2 separate regions of the Mus musculus genome follow, and region 1 is linked to region 2. The links are chromatin contacts, called in public HiChIP or PLAC-seq maps. All regions are on one chromosome and are shown on one strand. Each heading gives the region's core, a stretch centred on a gene start, on an enhancer-like site or on the middle of the called end of the contact. The rest is flanking DNA. Distances are from core to core; before and after follow the strand shown.

The links. HiChIP or PLAC-seq counts read pairs in DNA pulled down with a chosen protein or histone mark.
Region 1: an HNF4G HiChIP or PLAC-seq map of pancreatic cancer cells shows a contact between it and region 2. The contact joins the promoter of Wdtc1 here to the promoter of Trnp1 in region 2. A contact is called at or near these places in 5 of 39 promoter capture datasets (hematopoietic stem and progenitor cells, hippocampal neurons, liver and 1 more), 5 of 484 Hi-C or Micro-C datasets (the Ba/F3 cell line, the G1E-ER4 cell line, the HL-1 cell line and 1 more), 8 of 115 datasets of contacts at active chromatin or transcription factors (the 230-238 cell line, embryonic stem cells, extraembryonic endoderm stem cells and 4 more) and 5 of 9 other capture datasets (adipose tissue, embryonic stem cells, liver and 2 more).

Annotation. Positions count from the first base shown.
Region 1 is chr4:133,337,033-133,342,398 of GRCm38.p6, reverse strand. It overlaps Wdtc1 (WD and tetratricopeptide repeats 1), which reads left to right and starts at 3,084. Exons shown (of 16, transcript NM_199306.4): 1 at 3,084-3,403.
Region 2 is chr4:133,497,157-133,503,189 of GRCm38.p6, reverse strand. It overlaps Trnp1 (TMF1-regulated nuclear protein 1), which reads left to right and starts at 4,640. Exons shown (of 2, transcript NM_001081156.2): 1 at 4,640-5,562. The coding sequence starts at 4,733. The coding sequence ends at 5,404.

The DNA of each region.
Region 1 (5,366 bases), core at 1,835-4,334, 160 kb after region 2:
GAATTGGTCCTTTGCTTACACCTCCCTTAATTGGGTCCAGAGTGTCATAGAAACACAAGTGTTCCTACTACTGGACAGAAGACTTCCACTAATCTCAAGGGTTCCCAAAGTCGCCCAGCTCTGCTGGAGTGGCTTTCTTCTGTTAATCTGAGTACACTCCTGGCTGGAAGATATGTCAAATTCTGAACTGAACATTTTTTTCTCTGTGGTCTTGTGAATCAAAGCTTGGGTCTTGCACGTTAGGCAAGTGCCTTGCCAATCAGCTGTATCTTACCTTCTCTGTTTTTTTTTTTTCCTATGGAAATGAGTGACTTAGTTAGGGTTTCTATTGCTGTGATAAAACACTATGACCAAAAGCAACATGAGGAGGAAAGCTAACGTGTCCTGATCATAGAACATCGTGAAAGGAAGTCAGGGCAGGAACTCAAGGCAGAAACTGACGAAGAGTCCAAAGGAGGGCTACATTCTGCCTTGCCCCTCAGGGCTTGCTCAGCCTGTTTTGTTTTACAACTCAGGACCACCTGCCCATGGGTAGCACTACCCACAATATGCTGGGCCATCCTGGGTCTTCTCAAACCAATTATTAATCAAGAAAATGTCTCCCAGGACAAGCTGATGGGAGCTTCCTTGTATGAAGGTGACAAAATACTGGTCAGCACAGAGTAAGGAAAATATGTATCCTTTCTAATGTAAGTCTAATAAATTAGTGTTTGTCAATGTATATATGCATACATACATACAAATACTATATAAGTTACCAAGCTTGAGTGCTCCAGTGAACACCAGCCAGAAAATAAGCAAGTGACTGTGGATATTATTACTTCTGGTCATCCCTTGCCAGCAAACATTCATTCTGAATGCAGATATATACTGTCGCAGAAACACAATCCACCCCTCTTTCTTGTCATTTCTGCAACCTTGTCACCTAGAACAATTCCCAATTAAAATAATGTGGAGGGCTGGAGAGATGGTTCAGAGACTAAGAGCCCTGGTTGTTCTTCCAGACGTCCTGAGTTCAATTCCCAGCAACTCTATGGCGACTCATAACTATCTGTAATGGAATCTGATGCCATTTCCTAACATGCAGGTGTAAAGGAAGATGACACTTATACACATAAATCAATGGTTTTTTTTTTAAATAACGACTAGTAATGGATTAGACATATCTAAGTTTTGATGCTGACCTCTACTGTTTGCTGCCTGATTGTGGGAGTGTTGTTTTACCCACTGGAAACACTTGTCTTGAGAAAGATGCAGGATAAATATTAGCTACCTTGTAGCTTTATTGACCCAGTCACCCTAACAAAGACTGTAGGCCTAAAGCTAGGACCTGTGGATACATGATGTCAAGACCTTCAAGTCTTAATATCTGTGGAGTTTTTGTTTTTTTGAGACAGAGTTTCACCGTGTAGCTCCAGCTAGGCTGGAACTCGCTACTAGCCTCAGTTAATACAGGACCACTCACATCTACCCCCACATACTGGAGGTATGTGCCCAGCTGAGTATTCTGTCTCTCCGTGTCTCTGTCTCTGTCTCTGTCTCTCCATACAGCTAAGCAGGAAAGGTCAGGAGGCATGCCCCACAACCTTTCTAGAAGATGAAGACTGACCTGAATTCACAAGAGAAAGAAATCACAAGTGGTCCGAACAGAAATGAGCAAAGACCAGACACTTATGGGAAGAGAAACTTAGGACCAGCACTCTTTTAAAGATTTGTTTATTTTTATGTATATGAGTACACTGTAGCTGTACAGATGGTTATGAACCCTCATGTAGTTGCTGGGAATTGAATTTAGGACCTTAGCTCACTCCAGTCAGCCCTGCTAGCTCCAGCCCAAAGATTCATTTATTATAAATAAGTACAATGTAACTGTCTTAGAGGCACCAGAAGAGGGCATCATATCTCATTATGGATGGTTATGAGCCACCAAGTGGTTGCTGGGATTTGAACTGAGGACCTTCGGAAGAGCAGTCAGTGCTCTTAACCGCTGAGCCATCTCTCCAACCCTGGACCAGCACTCTTAAGTGCTAAATGTTTGTACTTAGTCTCCAGCACTGCCTGGTTTCATTCCTTGTTTTCTAACCAGTTGTGTGACCCTGGGCTAGCATCTTTTTAACTACTTTATGCTTGTTTCTTCTTTTTAAAAACATAGGAACAATTGTATCTATCAAAGAGAGCATGCCCAATACAGTGAAAATAAAAGTGTTATTACTTAGACGTTGGCATACTGTGTATCTGCCACTCTAAGAGAAGAGAAATGTAAGGTGATTGCTTTTGAGTTGAAGCTCCTGGTCTCTCTCCCTTAAGTTATCTTTACTGCCACCTTTGTCACCTTGGAACTCCCTTAGAGAGGAGGGTGTCTCCGTTCTGACTTGGAGCTTGAAAGTCAGAAGAGCAATTACTTGGCTAGTATTAGATAGACCTTGTCTGCCATCGATCTGGGTTCCTAGAGCTCCCAGGTCACTCAACATAGGACCTTTTCCTTCCAGCACCTGAAGATTCGAGCATGGAACCTGTAACTTCAGCAGCCCCCTAGAGCAAGGAGCAGGCTGAGGCTTTGCTCTGGGAGGACTCAGGGTCTTAGCCTTAGGTGTCCCCTAATTTACAGCATCAAAAGCAATTTTGATGAGCTCTTAGCCCTTGGAGGGTCTGTACTGGACCTGGGAGAACATGTGGAATTGGGACTCAGAAAAGGTGTAGTGGGATGGGAGGTGCGTCCAGGTAACTAATGGTAACCGGGCGGGGCAAGTCCACGCCGCAGGACCTCTGCGATGGCGAAAAACTACGACTCCCATGATACTCCAGAGCTGAGCCCCGCTTTTCCGCCCGCCCACTGGCTGCCGTTCCCGCGAGCGGTGAAGCCGATTGGCCCCGGCGAAGTGGGGGGCTCCCCCGCTAGCAGGTTAGTGGGCGCCACCGGCAGCAGACGTTGACCGGGCGCGCGATGGAGGGGGGGTGAGGGTGGCAGAGAGGACTAGGGCCCGCGCTCACTATTCAGGAAACTGCCGAGCGCCATCGCCGTAGCGTAGCCGCGGACCGTGAGACGCGGGGCCGGCGCGGAGACTGCGTGGCGCAGGCGCAGTGCGGGACTTCTCCTGGGTCCCCAGACAGCTGGAGGAGATAAACAGAGGAGGAGGGAGGGGAGTGCGTGTGTGAGAGCGCGCGAGGGAGTGTGAGTGTGTGTGAGCGCGGGTGTGAGGCGGTGCGCAGGGGCGGGCGGAGGCGCTGTCCGGCCCCGGCCAGGCGCCGGGCGGGGAGCATGGGAAGAGGCTAGAGCTGCCCGGGTCCCCAGCCCCCTTCCCGGGATCCGCACCCCTGCTCCCGGGAGAGGGGCCGGGCCCCCCCGGACCGACATGGGCTCCTGAAGTTGCTCCGCTGCTGGTCCTGGGAAGAGACCTGACAGGTACGGGTCGCCGCCGCCCCATCCCCGCCGCAGATGTCGAGTCGGGGACCGGCTCCCAGAGCCCCGGCTCCGGGGCCGTCCGCTCTGGGCCGGCTCCCTGCTTGGGGGCCTGAGCCCGATCGCCTCGGGACTCCGGGGTGTCCCGGGAAGGGGTCAGGCCTCGGCGGCGAGGAAGGGCAGAAAGGGCCGGGGAAGGGAGGCTAGAAGAGGACTGGCTGGGAGGTCGGGGGAGGGGGTGGGGGAAGGCTGTAGGAGTCCCGCAGGCTCCACCGGGGCAGAGGTAGAAGTCGTCCTATCACGGGACTTTTATTTATTTATTTTTTGCGGAGTTTTTGACATCTGATCTGGCGCCGATCGCACTCAGGAAGAAAGGGGCAGGTGGAAGTTTCAAGAGGTCAATGACCTGGTCTGCTCTTTCCGTGTCTCTCTGCCTCTCTTTCCCTCTCTTGCTCTCTGTTTCTGTCACCCCATACTCCTTTTCTTTCTTTCTCTCCTTCTCCTTCCTCTCTCTCTCTCTCTCTCTCTCTCTCTCTATAGAGAGAGAGAGAGAGAGAGAGAGAGAGAGAGAGAGAGAGAGAGAAAGAGAGTGAGTTTTCAGGCTTCTGGCAGTCGCAGATGCCTTCAGTGGCTCATCCTGGCACCAAACTGAACTTTGCCAAGGTGTTTGCATCATCGACTGTAGCGCTAAGTACAAAGGGTCTCTGCTTGGGAGTGGGCTATTAGTACCCACTTCAAAGGGTAAATAAGAATCGGTAGAGATAAACTGCAAACCCGCAGGATCTCTTTCTGAAAAGCTTTAGTGGAGCGTCCCGTCCCACGCCCCACCCCCCACCCCCCATCCCAAGCCCGGTGATTGGAGTTTCTTGGCGACTTATGGTTTGCTCTCCGCTGCAGGTGCATTACCAGGACTAATAAGAATTAAAAAAAAAAAAGTATGAGGGTTTACATGCGATTTATCTGAGCAGTACAGACGATTTATCTTAGCAGCTGAGTGTGACTAATTTCTTGTGAATGTCTCTGGTGTTCTTAAATCTCTTGAGGTAAATGTGTTGGTGGAGCAACTTGAAAGTTTTCTCAAGTTTGAGTTTAGAAGCTGAGTACTGTGACTGTAGCTTTTCCATTCCTTCCAAGGATGGGGTGGATGATCGGGATAAAGTGTCAGATAAGCATTTTTTTTTTCATGTGTGGGTTTTAAAACAAAGTTTCATGTAGCTCAGGCAGGCCTTGAAATCATCTTGTAATTCATGCTGGCTATAAACTATTTTCCTGCCTCCAAGTCCCAAGTACAGGGATTAAGTGGTATAATGCTATTTCCCTTGGCCCTAAAGTTGTTTTGTTTTGTTTTGTATTTTGGAGATAGGCTTTCTCTATGTAGCCCTGGCTGCCCTTGTATTCACTCTGTAGACCAGGCTGGCCTCAGACTCAGAGATCTGCCTGCCTCTGCCTCCTGAGTGCTGGGATTAAAGGCATGTGCCACCATACCTGGCTCCAGGTGTTCCTTTTTAAACAAAGCCTTCGGGATCTCTTTATGAGCCTACCTAGTGAGACCCAGTCTGAAAACCCAAGTATAAATAAATAAGTAAAGCCTGAATCGGTTTTGAAAAGAAAATCATTCTGAGGAACCTTCTGAGGCAAAGATGTTCCTGCCTCCTGGTCCCAAGTTCTCTCTACCTAGGGCACAGGTGTGCTCACTGCTCGCTGCTTAAGTTGTGAGTGGGCAGGCGATGCTCAGACAGTGAGTGAGCACCCTTGGACTAGTTCTGGTTTGAGTTCTGTATTTTCTTTTCTTGTAAGCCTTGTATCTTTAAGAATTAGGATTTTGCTGTTGAGTATAATACCCAAGTATTTTTTTTAATTTGTTTTTATTTTACGGGTGTTGAGCCTTTTGCCTGCATGTATGTATGTATGTACGCCACATGTGTGCGGTGCCCATGGAATCCAAAATAAGGTGACAGGTTTTCTG
Region 2 (6,033 bases), core at 3,391-5,890:
TGGTGCTAGGGAGTTGAACCCAGCACTGAATGCATACCAAATAAGCATTCCACCAACGGATACATCCCCAATCTTTTTTTGGTTTTTAATTTTATTTTCTCTATTTTGCTACAAGAAAAATGTGTAATTTTTATAAAGATCAGAGAAGATGTAATGGTCATAATAGCAAAAAAAAAAAAAAAAAAAAAAAAAGCTTTTCCTAGCTGGGCATGGTGGCAAACATGGTCATTTCAGCATTAGGAAAGTGGGAAGAGGAAGGTCAGGCGTTCAAGTCCAGCATATTTAAAGCAGCCTAGGTTACATGAGACCTTGTCTCAATGAGACAAAAAGAGTCTTCAAAGTGGCACAGGGACAAAAGCACTTGTTAAAAAGTCTGAAGACCAGGGTTAAATCCCAGAGAACCACAGGGTGGAAGGAAAGTACTGATTTCCACAGGTCGCCCACCCTCTGACTTCCAAAAAGGCCTGCACGTGAGTGCACACACACACACACACAGACATACACAGACACACACACACACACACACACACACAGTCACACACACACAGTCACCAGTGGCCACGGGTTCCTGGGTTCCTGAAAGGAAAGCTGGGGATGGATGGTAAGGACTGAGAGAAATAATGAGCCAAGACAAAGTTCTGATAGCCCTGGCTGTCCTGGAACTCACTCTGTAGACCAGGCTGGCCTCGAACTCAGAAATCCTCCTGCCTCTGCCTCCCAAGTGCTGGGATCAAAGGCGTGTGCCACCACATCCGGCCTAAGGCTCAAATTTTAATGTACAGCTCTCAATATATATGTGAAACCCCAAGGACCCATCCCTTTGTTTCCCCTGGGTTCTGTTGCTGTTTCAGCTGGATTGAGTTGCAAAGTAGGCTCTAAAGCTGCTCAGCCGGCAGACAGTTCTCAGGTCTCAGGTCTCTGGCAAGAAGATATAAATGTAGCAAGGGCAGACTCCTGGCTCCAGTGTCTGAGGAGGATTGGTTAGCTGGGGGAAGGACACACACACAGACACACAGACACACACAGACAGACAGACAGACACACACACACACACACACACACACCTCCCCTCTTAGAGCTTTAAAAGAAAACTAAAAAGTCCATTTCTTCACGTTGGGCATGTTGATGCACATCTTTAACCCCAGCACTGGGGAGGCAGAGGGAAGCAGATCACTGAGTTTAAGGCCAGCCTGCTGGTCTACACAGTAAGCTCCAAGCCACAGGAGTTGCATGATGAGATCTCCTGAATGCCGGAACTCTAAGCTTGTGCCGCCATCCCTGGTTAAGATCCCTGGGATCTAACTCAGGACCTTAGGCATGCGGGGCAGGCGCTCTCCCAGCTGAGCCCCATCTTCAGTCCCCAGCTTCCTCATTCGAAGTGTGCAGGTTCTTGGGCTAGCAGTGTACAGTGTACTAACAGGTGGTTGGCTGTGGTTTCCTGTCCACTCCTGGGAGTGTGGAGTCACACAAGATGACAGGACAACAGGCAGTCGCCAGCCCTCTCTACCGGTCTCCTGCACGAGTACTCCTACATGAATCTGCCCCCATCTCTGCATTATTCACATGACTCATCCTGCTGTTCTCAGTTGAAATACCACCTCCTGCACCTCATCTTCCCCAGCTGGCCCCACTGGGCAATGTGTTCCTGCAGGCTCTGTCTTTCTCCCGTGCAGGTACAAATGGTATGGAACTGCCCTCTGATCACCTGTCAATGTGCTCCACTCCCTGAGGTCACCAACGGCAGGGCGGAGAGTGAAGTGAGGGAAGGAAAATGAATGAGTGAAGGCAAGAGAGGATGTCTCCATGCCAGTGGTGCCTGCTTCAATCTAAGCAAGTGTTTATGAGGTCGGTGGTATAGCTCTGTGGTGGAACTCTTGCCTAGTGAGCGCGCGCGCACACACACACACACACACACACACACACACACACACACACACACGAGTGCTTTTAGACCCAAGCACTCTATTAAATGTCAAAAGATTCCATCAAAGGAAAAGCTAGTATAGAAAGGAGACTGCAGCAGTAATGAAAACAAATGTGTGTTTCACACACACACACATATATATATTAGTGCACATATATAGCGTACCCTATACATGTATACACAGAAGATAGGAAAAAAATATTGAATGCCTGACGTAATGGTAAATGCCTTTAATCCCAATACTTGGGAGATAGAGGCAGGCATCTATCTGTGAATTCAAGGCCAGCCTGGTCTACATAGTCAACTTCAGGTTAGCTAAGATTACATAGTAATATCCTGTCTTAAAAATGTTTATAAGTTGTTATTTTTTTATAATTGTGGAATGTCTGTTTATGAGTGTGTGTGTATGTGCCTGTATGTTTGTGTGATGTGTGTGTGTATATCTGAGTAGTGTTGGTGTGCATGTGTTGTGTGTGTATGTGTGTGAGTGGTGGTGGTGGTGTGTGTGGTGTGTGTGTGTGTATGTTTGTGTGTTGTGTGTATGAGTGGTGTTGGTGTGTGTGGGTGTGTATGTGAGTGGTGTGTGTATGTATATGTGTGAGTGGTGTTGGTGTGTGTGTTGTGTGTGTGTGTGAGAGTGGTGAGTGTCTCACAGGGAGCTTTCAGGAGTTGGCTCTCTTTCCCCCATGAATTCTGAGGACGGAAATCACATTGTCAGGCTTGTGCGGCTTGTACTTTAGCTGACAAGCCATCTGGCCGACTCTGCTCTTCATCTTTTTGAGATAGGGTCTCTTACTACAGGTTAGACTGGCCTGGGACTCAGTCCGTGGCCCAGACTGGCCTCTGACCCACAGCCTTCTGATTGCCTAATCCTCCTGAAGACTGGGATATCAGCTGTGAGCCACTTCACGCAGCTCAATCAGGTGAGTTTGAGGGCCATTAGTTTCCTATTGAGAAGAAAAGCCTGCTGTCCCTACGTCTAAGGGATGAGAACACAGTGCATTCAGTGAACACTTATTTAGTTATTTGGATTCTGACACAGATCTCATGTAGCCCAGGCTAGCCCGGTGCTTGCTTTCCTGTCTTCTTGTCTGCCTTTCATGTGCTGGACGACAGGCATAGCTGCTTTGTTGTTTCTGGTTTTATCTGGTGCTGGGGATTGAACCCAGCTTTACTGAGGCACACTACCAGCCCCTCCTCGTAAATATGCTTTCATCATCTTTGCCCTCTTAGAGAGACCAATATCCAAGGTCTCTGGAAGGATTTGCAATCCAGATCTGACAGGTTCCCTGGAACTAACCAATGGTGGGGTTTCCCCACATACATACCTCCCTTTTTTCTTCTTCCTTTCTTTTTTTCCTTTTCCTTTTCTCTCAAGACAGGGTTTCTCTGTGTAGCCCTGGCTGTCCTTCTTCTCTGGGATCTACTCCTGTTCACTGAACACCCCTTTACTACCGTGAGTCCTCCCGTCCCGCTTCTCTGAATCTAACTCCCTTCACCCTCCTTCCCTTGCTCTGGGAGCTGCTTCTGTGGAGATTTGCTGTCAGAGTTCCTGTCACTTAAAAGGCACCTGTAAGCACTTAGAGTTGGGTGGACCCGTGGGTCGGAGGGACTGGGGCTTTCCTCCCCCCACTAGTCAGATTCCTCTTCATATATTTTGACCCTCAGGGCTGGCCACACCTTTGGCAGATCCTTTGAAACCCGAGGACCTGCTGCAGTCCTTCCCAATGGGGTTCAGAGCTTCCTTCCTGCCCTGGGGACCTTGCCCTCTCCTACCGTGAACCCCTCCAATCTCTGATGGCGCTTTCAAATAGATACAATCAGAGGTAAAACCCTTGGTGTCTGGGCCAGTACTTGGAAGGGGAACAGAAGGGCTATTTGTGCCGTGGGGAAAGTGGGCAGAGCTAGGATGGTTAAAATTCGAGATGTGGAGTCGTGCTTGGGAATTGGAGGAATCCACGTATCTCAAGGGCTCTGATGAATGGTTGAGTTTGTTCGTTCATTTCCGTCCAGACTCAGCCACTGTCCTACAATTTGACATTGAGCAGGGCATCGCGGCTTCTTCTGAGTTTCTTTCCCCCTCCATTTGAAAGATACCAGGACGTGTCTTGTGGGCTAGCAGGTGCACACGCAGGCAGAGTTGGAGCTGGAAAATAATTTTGCACACCTTGGGGTTTTCTAAGGGCCCCACGAAGGTTGGCGGACCAGGAGCAGCGGCTCTGGTGTTTGTTTTGCAAGCTAAGTGCCTTCCTGGTATGCGAGTAATCCAGTCATATGCCCATCTTCCAGTGGACACCAGTCGTCTCTCTGCCTTAACCACCCCATAAGCCCAGAGAGATGGGCGGGAAGGGCATCCTAGGAGACCCGGAGCGCTAAGTTCTAGGCTAGGCTCTCACTGTCACGCGGGCCCGGCAGAGGAGCAGAGGTGACGCCCAGCCATTCTGGGTAGAGACTGAAATGTATGACTTTTAAACATTACCATCGAATTTTTCTGAGGTGATTCCAGGCGAGGAAAGTGACCGTCACTTATCTACCCCAAATTTGGGATGATGCCCAAACGGAGCCAATCTGGGAGAAAGACAGGGAACTTGAAACACTTGGGGATACGCTCCTTGGCGGGAGGCAGGGCAGATTCAGGCACAAAAGTCTCGGATTGGCTGTGCTGCCATCGCTCCGCCCCATGTGCTATAAGATGCTGGGCGGCGCGTGCGGCCTGGGTGTGGGCTCTGCGGCCGCCTCTCACTAGTCTCGTGCCCAGCATCTCTCCTCCCCACGCACCGACAACCCTGGGCCGCCGCGGGGCGGGGGATGCCGGGCTGCCGAATCAGCGCCTGCGGCCCAGGGGCCCAGGAAGGGACGGCAGAACCGGGGTCGCCCCCGCCGCCACCCCGGGAGCCCCTGCCGTCCCTCCAGCCCCCTTCCCCATCGCCGACCTCGACTCCGACCCCCACTAAGTCACCGCCCTTACCCGAGGCGGCCGAGACACCCGTGGAAGGGCAGGAGCTGCAGCGCTGGCGCCAGGGTGCTAGTGGGGGGTCTGGGGGCGCGGGCCCGGCGGGGATCGCGGGCGCGGCGGCGGGGGCAGGGGGCCGTGCGCTGGAGCTGGCCGAAGCGCGGCGGCGACTGCTAGAAGTGGAGGGCCGCCGGCGCCTGGTGTCGGAGCTGGAGAGCCGGGTGCTGCAGCTGCACCGAGTCTTCTTGGCTGCGGAGCTGCGCCTGGCGCATCGCGCCGAGAGCCTGAGCCGCCTGAGCGGCGGCGTGGCCCAGGCCGAGCTCTACCTGGCTGCGCACGGGTCCCGTCTCAAGAAGGGTGCGCGCCGCGGTCGCCGGGGTCGTCCCCCGGCGCTGCTGGCGTCCGCGCTCGGCCTGGGGAGCTGCGTGCCCTGGGGCGCAGGGCGGCTACGGCGCGGCCAGGGCCCGGAGCCCGACTCGCCCTTCCGCCGCAGCCCGCCCCGCGGCCCCGCCTCCCCCCAGCGCTGACCTCAGTACCCCGGACCCCTGGCTTCCCGAGGCAGGCGAGTCTCCAGGTGCGGGAGGACAGACGGACGGACGGATCCAGGTGCTGGCCAGATGGACGGCGTCATCTACGCGGAGGAGTCAGCTGGGGGTCCATGGGGGGCCCTGAAAGTGACACTAAGGTGCGGTGTTGTTGACTGGTGTTATTTTGGATACAGCGTGTGTCTGTGTTGAGGAGTGTAGGATCCGGGATCTTCCATGTCTGGGCGGGCATCTGTGGAGCCCTGATAGAGCTGTCCTTTTTTTCGTGGCTGGTTAGATGACAGTGCCAAGTCCCCTTATAGAGATGAACTAGTGGAAGGTGTTCGGCTTCCGGAGGGATTTGGTGGCAAACTTTAACAAGCTGGAGCTTGCTGCAATATTGCAACATCTGCTCCCTCACCTGTGCTAGTGTGGTCTCTCCTGGGTCCCCTGGGACTGTAAAAACCCTGCCCTCAAAGTTGCTGGCTTCTACACAGCCCAGCTCCATCCCTTGCAAGGAGAAGAAGAAGAAAGTCCCAGGATGGAGGAGGGCTGGCTCAGGGCTGTATGACTGGATTCTCCTCTGAGTCTGTGACTCCCATTGGAGGAGACAGATACCCGGAGAGGTTGAA